Linked DNA regions of Callithrix jacchus: region 2 is linked to region 1. The links are chromatin contacts, called in public Hi-C maps. All regions are on one chromosome and are shown on one strand. The core of a region is the stretch at or near the end of the contact, and the rest is flanking DNA. Distances in the headings are between cores, read along the strand shown. Region 1 overlaps LOC144578394 (a long non-coding RNA gene). Region 2 holds the start of NAMPT (nicotinamide phosphoribosyltransferase).

Region 1 (7,242 bases), core at 1,569-4,068:
GTATTGAGAGTCTTTGGGGACAGACCGTGATTTGTAATTTAACCCATCAGTTATTAGTATATTACAACTTAGAAAAAGATTGAAGAGTACTAGTTTAATGTCTTATTTTGCTGATAATTGGAGGCCAACAGATGTGTCAAATCTTGGATAAAAACATATCTTCTGTTCCCTTTTCCTATAGATGTAGGATTTGGGCCAATGCAATGATTGGCTCCGTGTACTTTGCTGCTCTTTAAGGTTCTCACACTTGGTCCAGAGTTTCCGTCAGGATAAGGAAGGAGGAGACAAGGGTTGTATTCAATCTGCAACGTGCCTTGAATGCCACATTCTACAAGATATATGAACTCAATAAATACTCTTTGAAGTCTTCAATCAGTCCTGCCAATGGGACAGTCTAGATCTGTGGTTCTCAAACTTTCATGTGCATCAGAATCATCTTGAGGGCTTGTTAAGATACAGATTCCCGGGCCCCTTCTCCTGCATTGCTGACCAGATCTGATATGGGGCTGAGAATGTGTATTTCTAACACATCACAGGAGGTGCTGCTGCTGAGTGGTGATTCTGCCACTCAGAACCATTGTTTCTCCTGTTGTTGCTGCTTCTCAGCATGGCTTCAGCCCGCGGCTGTTTCTCTTGCCATCACCACGACATCCATTGCCAGACACATTCACCTGGAAGATGACAAGAGACTCCGGCTGAAGCCATGGTTGTTTCTCTCGCCATCTTCCTGGTGGGCGTGTCTGGCAGTGGATGTCGTGGTAACTCCCCAGATCCTTAAGACTTAGCACCTCATTGCCCAACAATGGGGAGTGTTGCTTATCTATTTATTAGAAACAGCATCTCACTCTGCTGCCCAGGCTGTAGTGTAGTGGGGCAATCACAGCTAATCACAGCCTCGAATTCCTGGGCTCAAGCAATCCTCCCTCCTCCACCTCCCAAAGTGCTGGGATTACAGGCATGAGGCACAAGGCTGGCCTGAGTGTTGCTCACTGATGGCTCACAAATCCTCCTTTCTAGAAGTGCCGCTTCTACTTAAGAAGCTGCTTGCCCAAGGTCTGCTCCCATCCCTGAGGCAGCCACTCTGTCCCCATGACTGATGGATGAAAGCTCAACCCCCTGCCTCAATTCAGGACCATTCTGAAGAGCCGCCCTGACTCCCCAAGGGAATTTCCCCAGTCCACACCCCAATAAAGCTGCATGAAAATCTCCGACTCTCAGTATAATTACTGGAGCTCAAGGCAAGCCCCATCTACTTGGCACCCTTTGCCCCACCCCAACACCCCATCCCCACTGGGTCCCCACCCCTGCATTGGCCTCAGAAAACTGGATACTGAGAGACCTATGTGAGTCTGAGCCTCAGTAATACTGCAGCTGAGGCACAGAAGAGGGAGCCTTTGCTGCCTTCCCGGCCTCTGGCCCCACACGGAGGTCAGGCTGTTGCCACAGTCACAGGAGTCAGCTGGATGCTCCGCGTGCACATGCACCTCATCTACAGGACAGTTGCCAAAACAATCAACCCTGGTGTTTGCTCTGCAGTAGAAAACATGCAGTACTCCTGCTTCACAGCCACACAGGCGGGGTGAGAAGCCAGGAGGGTCCCTCCCAGGGAAGAGCTGCTTTCTTACCCAGCCAGGTTCTCCCCAGAGGCCAAAATATCCCACCCTATACTCAGGAGACAACAGTTCCAAGAAATACAGGGTGAGGAACGAAGGTTTGACCATTGCTTTTCTTCTTCCATTCATTCATACACTCATTCAACCAATGTTTGCTTGAACTTCCACTGTGCTGAGCTCTGGCCTAATCTGGGGATCCAAGGGGGGACTAAAACAATCCTTTTCAAGTAGTTTACAAACTGGTGCAGGAGATACATGAGACAGGCAGTCCTGGGAGGTCCTGTGAGAGGCAGTATGTGCAGTGGCGAGGAGCCTGGGCTCTGCAGCCAGAACACCCAGCTCCAATTTCTGCATGACCTTGGGCAAGTCACTTACCTCTCTGAGTCTCAGTGTCCTCACCTGTGAAATGGGGATGATAACAGTGCCTACCTCACACAAGGTAGGTGCAAGGTCTAAATTAGTTAATACCTGAGAATTGTTTAAAATAGCACCTGGTGGGCCCAGCACAGTGGCTCACACCTGTAATTTCAGCACGCTGGGAGGTCAAGGCATGGATCAATTGTGCCCAGGAGTTGGAGCCCACCCTGGTCAACATAGTGGAAACTCACCTCTACCAAAAAAAAAAATAGAAAATTAGCCAGGTATGGTGGTATGTGCCTGTAGTCCCAGCTACCCAGGAGACTGAGGCAGGAGGATTGATTGAGCCCAGGGAAGTTGGGGCTGCAGTGAGCCGTGATCGTGCCACCACACTCAGCCTGGGTGACAAAGTGAGGCCCTGTGTCAAAAAAAATAAAATGAAATAGTGCCTGGTACAGAATCCTGATTGTTAGGTATTGTGAATATTGGAGAGAAAGGTACTGAGGACTCATAACAGGAGGTCAGGGACCAGTCGTGAAACTCACAACCTCTGAGGGCTGCAGCTTGCCTGTCTGTAACATGAGCAGATCCAAACAAAGGATCCCTGCAGCCCTTCTAGAGTTGGAGTTGTGGGCGAAAGGCGCCACCCGCTGGGCACCTACTAAAGGAGTAGTCAGGGGAACATCTCCTGCCTTGGACATGTAGGATTTAGGGAAAGAGGGAGGACCCTACTTCTCTTGGCTTCACAGGAGGTTTGATGACATCTGGCAGTCTGTTGCCAAGGGCATCAGCTGAGGATAGGCAGGATAGTTCATGCCCAGGCAGGCCCCTCCTCCACCCCAGGGTCCCCAGACCTAGGGACTACAACCCCCCTCCACATCTCCTCTCCTGCCCTCCCCTCAATGCTACCCACCCCATCTCTGGACCCACTTTCCTCTTCTCTTTGTAAATGCCACTGACAGCCTGCGGTCTTGCACATACATCTGCTTCCTTGGCCAGAGGGACTATCGACTCCACAGCACACGTCAGCAGGGAACTTTCAGTGGTCATGTGCCACGGCTTTGGGGAACATAGTCCTGTCCATCCATACCCAGGTCAGGAAAGGACACTGGATGACACATGAAGAACGCTGGAGCTTGGAGCAAGGCTGGCAGCTCCCCAAAACAATGGCTCCAGAGAGAACAGGCCAGCTGGCAGCCCTTCGCTGTCTGATGCAGACTGTACCCTCATCTGTGTCCGCTAGGCCACCAACCAGAGGGGCGTTCCTGGCTGTGGAGCAGGGAGGAATGATGGAGCAAATTCAGAGGGATCCCAGGGTCTACTCTGTATTGTCTTATTCCCTATCAGTTCTTGCCTTCTCTCTCTTCTCCTCATCTTCAGCTAAGAAAAAAGGAAGCGCGGTGAGGGGGCAGCCAAGACCTTGGACCAACCTGGATGCTAATTTCAATCCACAACACTGGATGTAAGCCCTGGCTAGCAGCCCTCAGCTACTTCCAGCTCAACCACCCGAGGCTCCTAGGGCTGAAAATACCCAAGCATCTGATGAAGCAGCTGCAGGTTAAATTTAGCCCTGGCGAACCTGGGACTGAGCTGGGTGCTAGAAGCAGCAGAGCAGATGGACTGATGCACCCATCACAGGTGTGCGGACTGACGATGGCACCTGGGAGGGAAGTGGAGCAAGGGAAAGAGATGGAGCGGGGCCCAAAGCTGGTTCTCATCTTGCAGAAGCATGACAGGACCCGTCAGCCCAGCACTGCTGTCCACAGATGCCAGGCAGGTAGCATCAACAAGCAAGGCAGAAAGATGTACAGAAAGGGGAAGGTGGGATTCTAATAAACTGCAGAGCAGATGTCTCATCTAAAACCACTGGAATAGCCTGGGCGACAGAGGGAGACTCTGTCTCTAAATAAATACATAACAAAGCCACTGGAAGATTTTTAAATAAGATCATGTTAGCTAAATAAACTCCTGCATTTGGTCTGCAGACTCTCAGTGTGATACCCTGGCCTAGGTGAGTGGAGTAGGCAACCCCATGCCCATCATTTCACCACCAGCTATTTCATTGTTTCTTTAGAGTCTTCTGTTACAATCCAAACAGACCTCTGGCTTTGAGATTTCTTAGCTAACTCAGTTATTCTTACTGGTTCCTTTAAAGGAGGAAGGAAGGGGAAATCATCAGCATACATGAACAAATTAACTGGGAAATTAGCACCTGTTAATATGTTCAGAATCAACTAGCTGTTACTTGTATTAAGCAGCAGTTATGAATGAATGCAAAGAATTCCACTCAACTTGGGTTGGAGTCAGACAAGCTTCAGTCTAAATCCTGGCTCTGCGACCACTAGGAAACTAATGGACTTCCCCAAACTGCAGCTTCCTCTGTGGTAGGAAGGCAACCACATGCCTTTCTTGGACTGTTATGAAGATTAAATGAAATAACCCAGGACAGTGTTCAACATGAGATAATTCATGCTCAGTAAATGGCAGGTGAAAAATCATCAGAAATCCAGGTTCTGTGGGACAGGGACTAAGAGCGGGACGGGAAGAAGGCAGTGGGAGAGCCCTTCACAGCTCACAGCTTCCCTGGAGCGTGGGTCCTAGCCCAGGTCAGCCCTCTTGCAGAATCAGAGGGCTTCAGAGCCACGTGGGGCCACACTGCCCCCCTGTGCCCATTTGCCACACTGCAGCTGCATTCAAGCAAGGCTGCCATTTGAGATGCAGAATCAGGCCTGTAGACCATGACTTCACCACTGTCTCTACTCCACTGGAACCCCTCCTGCTGTCTTGTGCTGACATGGGTGGCTGTAGAAGGCAATCATCTAAGAATGCAACGACCTGTCTTGCCAGTCACCCAAGCAAGCCACCCCCACTGGGAGCACTTGTCAAACTTCCCCAAGCGAGCACTTAACCACAGACAGCCCAATAGTGTAAACACCTGGATAGATTTTGAAATAAACATCCACTGACACCAACCCAGACCTACAAAATCAAAATCTCTGAGGATGGATCTAGGGATCCATATAAAAAGAAAACTTTCCCAAAGGAACTTACATTCAGCCGATTTTGAAAACACACTGCTTTAAACCCTTACTGGGCTGCCCTGCAACACCTCTTGGGTCTGACTTGGTTTTACAAGTGACACAAGGAGAAAATGGCAGTTCTCTCTGCACTGAAAATGAGTATTCCCACAGAGCTGGAGAAGCAAGGAGGTAAGGAGTGGATGAAAGGAAGTGGACAGAGCAGGAGGTGGAAAAAAGGAGACCCTGAGGAAGACAGACAGAAAAGAAGGAAAACAGAGAGAGAGAGAGAAATGGGAGAGAGGAGGAAAGGGAGGAGGAGGGAGTGAGGGAGGGAAGGGGGAGAGATCTATAAAGACAGACATGAGAAGGATGCAGCACACTCCTGTACTCATGACGGCACTTTGCTAGGGCAGTAATAACCTGTGCCAAAACAACATAGTAGATTAAGAAAGAAAAGTATTTTAATGTTGACATAGGATTCATACCTACAATATGCAAAAAGTTCTACATATTAACAAGGATACAAAAAATACAAAGAAATGAGCAAAGACATGGAGAGAAGATCCAAATACTCAAGACATGAAAAAGTGTTCAGCTCACTAGCAGTTTGGGAAATGCCGATCATTATATAACTATACTTACTGGCAAAAGTCAGAAAGCCACTTACTTATTGCTGGGTGGGATGTAGGGGAAAGGACTTCTTTAAATCTTGATGGTAAAAGATGTCAATCGTTCCTGAACTTTGAAATGCTGTCTGATGTCATCTAACAGAATTTACCGCTTAATCAATCCACCTGTTTCATTCTGGGGACTTGCTCTTGAGATTAAAACACTAGGACACATCAACATTTGCACAAGAATGTGAATTGCAGCATGGTTCCCAGTATAAAAACACCAGTACAAAGAAAAAGGCCAGTAATAAAGGACTGTTGAATAAACACTGATACATCTAGCCCATTCAATATGGCTTTAGACAGCAATTAAAAGGAATGAATAAGAGCCATATTGGAGTTGAAATTTAAGGAATGAGTTATTGTGTGGAAAACAATAATTTTTTTAAAAGGGCAAAAATGTTCATAATAGTGATCTATTTTTGTAAAACAAAGCGACAGAAATTTCTAGTGCATATATGTGTATGTGTGTGCAGGGCTGATACTCAGCCAGCTCCCACTGATAAAACCATATTGGATATTTCAGCCAGCATTCACTGTGTTTGGATGGTACTGTGCATACTGCAGCCAGCATGTATTTGCTACGTATTTTGAATGTCATTCCTGCACATATGCATTCATGTTACTGTATATGAGCATATAAGAAATATGGAGAAAATATAGGTGGCTATATAGTAGGTTGTTAACATGGATTACCTGGAAAGGAAAGAACGCTTCTTTAGGTAGGACAAGGGGAACTAAAAGAAGGGATAACCAATCCAATAAGGACGAGAAAAAAGAAAAATAAAGACAGCAGGAAAACCTGTATAACACAGTCACAAATACGCTATGCATTTCTGTAAAATTATATACATGTTTTCAAGTACATGGCATTTTAAACATATAAATGTGAGAAGTTTGTATTAGTCTGCAGTTGTTGCAATCATGCTGTGTAACAACCCAAACCCCAAAATCTCAGCAATATACAATAAAAACATGTATTTCTCATTCACAGATCTATGGATCAGGCTCCAGTCAGCTCCTGTGTCTCTCATTCTGAAACCAGAACCGCCCGGGGCATGCTTTTCCCGTGGAAGATGGCAGTGGCACAGGAGGATAAGCTAAGGCACGCAAGCATACGTCAATTCCCTGCTTGTGTCTCATTCACGCACACTCTGATGTCTGAAGGAAGTCACATGGCCAACCCAACATCAGCAGGATAATATGCTCTTCCCATAAAGCGGGGGGAGGGAGGGGAGGAAGAGCAAATACTTGCTAAATGAAAATGCAATCTCCTCCAGAGTCCTGTGGAAAGCTAGGCAAGAGAGGATGATTTACCATGGAGAGAGAGCTCTCTTGAACAAGAAAAGAGAAGTAAGGACAATGACACGGGCATGTTGTGCAAATGGCCTAGTCAGCTGAAGAACACAGATAGCTCTGTCCTGACACCACATCACAACAGCTGAGACAGTTGCTGGGGAAGAGTGTGAGCTGGTGCCACATTTTTGGAAGACTGTTCGATAATGAATCTTAAAATATAAAATGCACAAACTTGAAAAACAAGTCTACAGTTTCCCTCCTGGAATGGAACCTCTCTGTGGC
Region 2 (6,582 bases), core at 2,623-5,122, 110 kb before region 1:
ATGAGAATAGCTTGAACCCGGGAGGTAGAGGTTGCAGTGAGCTGAGATTGCGCCACAGAACTCCAGCCTGGGTGACAGAGTGAGACTCCATCTAAAAAAATAAATAAATAAATAAATACATAATTATTAAAAACAAAAACATGATGTATATTGGTACCATTTATGATTTGATTTTTTAAATTTGCATTTTTTAATATTTGTATTAGTTATATCATATTTATAGTGTATATTATTTATTATACTTTTATTTTATTTTGATGTTATTTCATGTACATCAGTGATAAGCAGACCTCACTTAGGAAAACACTGAATTCAAAGTTCTTGATATTCTTATATACTTCGAGTGGTCTTATTCTCCCAGTCATTGATTTGGCTAGTCAATCTTAAATAAGTGGCCTTTAGCAAAAGTCATAAGTAATGATGACTTCTGAATCCCCACATGCAGCATCATAATGTGCACATTAACCTTATTTTTAGAGGTGAATTTAACCTTTTATTTTTGCTTATCTTTATTTCCCATTGAATTTGGTTAGAATCAGAAAAATGTGTTTGAATAAAATGGAAAACAAAAAACACAACTAATAGATGGGAAAATTGAGAGTTGACATGCAGCAAACATAGATGTGATAGACGTCCTGTGTGAGATTTGAAGACAGTTTCACATCAGATAGATGATCGACTCAGCATTGCCGGTTAGGAGAGTGCAGCAGAGTGAGACCACAGACCATAGAAAGGGTATAATTACATTTTGCAGTGGAATATCTGTGGTGAGTCTATATATGTGCACTCATTCTCACTGAGTGTGGATGACAGTTGCTCTATCACTTTCATACATTTAGATGAGGACTCCATAGTTTGCTGCACATCTCTTTGTGTGGTTGTACAGGCTTAGCCGACTGAGTCATTATAGAGTGTAGCACCAATAAATTACTGATCTATGAAGAGCATGTCTTTCTGTAGTTGAGGACTTTGCCTAGGAAACTAGAACTCTGGGAGGTTCCCAAAGGGCCTTGGAAGATTAAATAAGAAAAAAAGTCCAAGTTTGATTTTTAAAAGCTCCCTTTTTACATTTGTGTTTGTGACAATTGTTGCTAATTGGCGGCTCTAGAGGAGGTTATAAACGAAGATGGATAGGACCATGGTCAGGGGTTGCAGGCAGGTGAGCTCCTACCTACTTTGCCATTGATTTTTACTGAGGTTGAATCAGGTCAGATTGGAGTATCTGAGGCAACTCAAATATAAAGGTGCAGCCGAGGATGTTTCCAAGGGTGTGTGGCAACAGGAGAGGCATAGATACACTCACTTTGCCTGAATAAATGTATGAGCCCTAGGTCTTTCATAGTACTCTAAGGAGAGAGATAAGGAGCTCTATGCTCAATTGGCAGTGACTAATTGGCTATTGGTAGGAATGGTAGAATAATCCAGGGCTTTGAATCAAGTGAGGGGGCCCATTTGAGTCTATGTGTTAGTACTTGTCATGTTGTGACTTATGAAAAACAGTTTCTCAGATCCTTTGGTCAAAGGATTGTCAGGCTCAGGTAATCCTTCCACCTCACCCTCACTCCAGAGAATCTGAGACTACAGGCACACGCCACCAAGCCTGGATACTTCTTGTGTTTCTTGTAGAGACGAGTTTTTACCATGTTGCCCAGGCTGGTCTCAAACTCATGGGCTCAAACAATCAGTCTGCCTCAGCCTCCCAGAGAGCTGGGATTACAGGCATGAGCCACCGGGCCCAGCTTTAAATGCTAGCTCTTAAACTGTCTTTCAGGGGAGGCCGTTCCAAGATGAAATCTTGGCTCTGTTTTCAGTGATAATTTCATAGGTTTAAACCCCAGTTAACTCTGAATTGGACCAGCTTAAGCATGTAGCTCCATAGAGAATGTGCCTACTTCTATCTCAGGCAAATGGTGGTTGTCCTATTGTCATCTTTTCCTCTGGAGACTGCTGTGAGGATTCACATCACTAATACTTGTGCAGGCCTCACTCTTTAACAAGTAATGTCAATACGACAATATTTTCACTTGCACTTATATAAGACCTTTTTATTTTAAAACTGCAAATTCAACTCAAAGATTACAAGATCAAATTTTGCATCTTAAAATACTACCATAAAGCCCACATTGTAATCAGAATCCTACTTTCTTTTCTGCATAAAGCAGCATAGAACAATGGTCAGTTACAGATACAATAAGCTAAACAAATAAGAATTTGTACTGTAAATGAAGTAGGTTATATAAATTTTAAATGAAGAAAAAAGCACAAACTTAAGGACAAAAATGATCTTTTGCCTTCTTTGAACTGTACTCTTACAACTAATATTAAAAAAAGACTCCCAAAATCAAATATTCAAAAATAATTTGTTTAAATGCGTTAAAAAATTATTTTCCCCAGTAAACACAGGGATGATCAACCAAAAAAAAAAAAAAAAAAAACCCTCTTGTTTTTTGCTGAAAATAATCTAATTGTATTACTATTTACTACATTAGTGAGTGCCTGGAGATACCTCCCACTTCCATATTTGCCCTTTATTGTATCCACATGTAGATGGAGGTGACTGCAAAAATATGTGCCGACTTCAAGACATAGTGCGGACTGGAGTTGTCTTTATCTGAAGTCTCAGCCATGCCTCCAGTTTCGAGATGAATTTCAATTCACAAGTTCCAGTACCACCGCCACCACCATCACTGGCCGCAGAGAGAATTAGACTGCTAGTAACCTGAAAAACAATCTATAAAAATCCTGTAATTGTTTTCAGTATATCACTTTTTCCTGGTTACTTGTATCCGATAAAACTTCAATTTATTTTAGGCGCTTAAACACGAGGACAAAGAGAATCTTAGCTTTATGCGAAAACGCAACCGTGCATGAGAACTGCTTGTCTTTCTTGGAATGGTCTGTATTTGGGTGAAGTCATCAGACGTCATTACACTTCTTTATTTGGGGGTTGCCGATTCGTTTCCCAGGATTTAAAGACTATAACGATGATAAAAGTCAGTTTCACACCCTGTCAAAGACTTGGCCCGTTGCCTTTTCCTTCCCGGCAATACTCGGTTGGTTCAATTAGGTCTTGTCCCCCCATTATTTGTGAAGACTGAATTCAACCCCCGCCTTTCAACGCAGGCTCTTTGCTCGGGGAAAGTCAAACCATCCCTTAAAGGATCAAAGAGCTCAGCCGTAGACGGAGCCGCCAGAGGAACGCGGAGTCGCTGCGTCAGATGAAAGGGCCCCATCAGCCTCACTCCTAAAGGCAGCTCCTGGGATTTTAAAGACAGGGTCAGGAGGATCAGGAGGGACAAGTGGGATGGAGGCGAAAGGCCGGATCCTTAATCCAGGCCGGAGACAAAGGTGAGTAACTGCTCGTGGTGAATGGGGAGATGGGCAGCGGAAGACTCCTCGCTCCCTAGCCGGGTGGCGTGACTTCAGGAGCACTCAGAAAACCGGCCAGGACTGGGTAGGACAGAAGGTCCCAGCCGGGGCTGACGAACCGGCTACTCGCGGGTGGGGCGAGGTTAGGAACGCCCCTTCCAGGCCCCGCCCTCCCGCGTTGGGCCGGCAACTGGAACTTAGGCAAGCGCCCGGGTCACGCGCCGGGGCTGCCCCGCAGCCTCCAGCTTCCCCGGGCTGGCGTCTCGGAGGAAAAGCGCGTGCCTCACGTCCTCCTCCCCGCCCCGCCCCCTGCGCACTGCGCACGCGCGGCCGCGTCCCGCCCCCTCTCGACCCGAGAGGGTGACGGGGTGAGGGCGGGGGAGCCGAGGTGGGGAGGCCGCCAGAGCTCCCAGACTGCTAGCACGCGAGCCGCCGTCACCCACGCCGCGTCACGGCTCCCGGACCCGCCCTCCTCTGACCCCTCCCCTCTCTCTGTTTCTCCCTCCTCTCCCCCTCCTCCTCCGACCGAGCGGTGGCTTAAGCAACGGAGCGCGGTGAAGCCCATTTTTCTCCTTCCTCGCAGCCGCGCCGGGGAGCTCGCGGCGCGCGGCCCCTGCCCTCCGGCCCGAGATGAATGCTGCGGCAGAAGCCGAGTTCAACATCCTCCTGGCCACCGACTCCTACAAGGTAACGCTCGGGGCGGGGGCAGGTGAAGAGCGGGGCGCGCTGGGCGAGAGCGCGGGGCTGGGGGGCGGGGGCGAGGGCGGCTGGGGCTGGAGTCGCGGCGTGGGGAGGCCCGGGCGGCGGCGGCGGCGGCGACTGGGGCAGGTGAGGCGGCACCGCAGTGAGCAGGAGGTGGCTGGAGAGGATGGAGGGCTGGGCGGCGGAGGCGGGGCCTGGGGGCGCGCGGCGGCGGGGGCGCGGCGGGGTTTGAGGCGGGCCCCTGCGGACTCCCGGGCTCCGGGGCTCGGGGGCTCGGGGGCTCAGGGCTCCCGGCTCCAGGCTTGGGCGTCTCCGCCGAGCGCACGCCCTCCCCTGAAGCGCGGCCTCTTGGCCTGGAGCTGGGACCGGTTAGGTAACGGCCCCAGGGGCCCGCGGTGGAGAGCGAGCGAGCGAGCGGGGCTTTCCCCGCCGAGCCAGCCCGGCGCGCTCGCCCCTCGCTGTGCAGGTAAGTATCTTCCAGGGGGCTTGGTGGGAGAAGTCCTGACGCGGGTGCCGCAGCAGCCGCGGTCCTCTGTCTGCGATCCCGCCGCGAAGAACATTCGCGTGGCCCCTGTATCCGTGCTGAATACCCCTTTCCACTCCACCGGGCTCGGTTTCAAACTCCTTTGCACCTAGTGGTTGCTTGTGCTTCTTACCCCTTGGTATAGAAGCCCATCTGCTCTTAGTGCCTTAGGGTAACTACAGGATTTCTGTGAAAAGGAAAGTGAAACACGAGGATTTAAAGGAACTGTATTTTAACCCTGGAGAACTGGTCTAGAGGGAAATAGCACAACGTTGCGTTCACATGCCCTTTGAACACTTGCATGGGTAGCTGCCACATTCTGTTGATATGAAGCACATAGTAGTAAAGGGAAGAGGTAAAGTAAATTTTACTTCTTGAGCAACATGGTGATTTGGAATACGGTGGTAAAACATAGTACTCTCATGTTTTTGTTTTGGTTCTTTTTTTCCTTTGTTTTTAGCCCTCCTCCGATATTCCAAAAAAGTGTTTTAGAGAATCCCATTTTACTTAAGTTTTATTTTGTCTGTTTCTTTCCACTCAGCTTAAGATGCTGTTTATGATATTTAGATAGGTTATTTAAATCGAGCCAAGATTTATCAGCATGTTATTTTTTAGACACACTTTTAAAGTATTGCAAAATCCGAACACTATCAAGTATGATTCTTGATAGTATTGTCAAGTAAACTTCATAATACCTTAAGTATGGTCCTTTACTTGGTTCTGAAACCACCTCTTGTGTTCTCTTGGTTCAATCATAGTGTTTTCAGAATTTTAAATAGATTTTAGAATAGTTTCATTGATAGTTTTGTAGAATTTTTTTCTTAATCTAAAATAATTTTCAGATTTTTTTCTTTTTACATGTTAGCCAAATGTAAAGGGAGGTTAATTAGTCTAAATTTGAAAAACAGAGGAGTGTAATTTCCTGTAGTTTGCATTTCCTCTAATCATTATACATAAGGAATGTACTTTTAACATCAGTTTTCTGGGGTGCTTTTAGTTAGAATAGTGAATTACCTTAAAGTTTTGTAATCTGGTGAGCCATACCTAATTGCACTATTAGAATTTGCACCTATTTAATAAAGTTTACTTCTGTTGATTTTCAAGTCAGGCTGGTGTGTTTTATCCCTTTTATAATAAGAAACTTCAGGAGATTTTCATCTTAGATTTTTCATTTTTTTTCCCCAAAAGTCACCTCTAGAGGATTCAATCAAGTTGATATGTTTTATACCAGTGGCTTACTACAGTATGCTACAGTAGATTGTATATTCCACGTCACATTTAAGTCTTTTTTTTTTTTTTTTGAGACGAAATTTCGCTGTTGTTACCCAGACTGGAGTGCAATGGCATGATCTCGGCTCATCTCAATCTCCACCTTCTGGGTTCAAGCAATTCTCCTGCCTCAGCCTCCCGAGTAGCTGGGACTACAGGCGCCCACCACCGTGCCCAGCTAACTTTTCTATTTTTAATAGAGACGGGGTTTCACCTTGTTGACCAGGATGGTCTCAATCTCTTGACCTCGGTATCCACCCGCCTCGGCCTCCCAAAGTGCTGGGATTATAGGCGTGAGCCACCGCGCCCGGCCCACATTTAAGTCTTTTAAGTTTCATTTCCCTTACGTTTTTAGGGGTCCTTATAACCTATTTTACATTTTTGTCTTTTTATCTTAGGAAAAAGGACAAAAATCATAATCTTTAGGTTAAAGTAATGAAACTTTTACTTAAAAATTATGTGAGAATGTTACATATCCTCATTAGTGCTTACAAACTATTGGTCAAAGGAGGGGTAGTTTTAGATGTGTTGATGAAGAGAGCAAAGTATTTTTGATTTTTCTAAAACTGAAGAAAGAATACTTGATTTCCTAAGCACTGCAAAAGTTATTTTGCAAGTAGATGGTATGGTAGCTAAGCACATGACAATGGGAATTTTGTTTTGTCTTGTATCCTGTGAAGAGAGTCCAGGTCATTTTGGACCAAAGGAGCATTTGAACT

What was found. A called contact is a pair of places that touch in the nucleus more often than the background predicts.
Region 2: a contact with region 1 is called in a Hi-C map of skeletal muscle, with 6 times the contacts expected there. The contact joins the promoter of NAMPT here to the enhancer-like site in region 1. A contact is called at or near these places in 2 of 3 Hi-C or Micro-C datasets (both in skeletal muscle).

The regions. Positions count from the first base shown.
Region 1 is chr11:76,572,022-76,579,263 of calJac240_pri, reverse strand. All of the region lies in intron 2 of LOC144578394 (a long non-coding RNA gene), which reads right to left. Among named protein-coding and RNA genes, the nearest start is that of SYPL1, 72 kb to the right of the region's middle. Within about 2 kb of position 2,818, at least 5 of the 16 cell types and tissues checked have an H3K27ac peak or open chromatin away from gene starts, as enhancers often do. A contact at or near this core is called in skeletal muscle, where this site is marked.
Region 2 is chr11:76,682,334-76,688,915 of calJac240_pri, reverse strand. It overlaps NAMPT (nicotinamide phosphoribosyltransferase), which reads left to right and starts at 3,872. Exons shown (of 11, transcript XM_078343125.1): 1 at 3,872-4,197. The coding sequence starts at 4,000.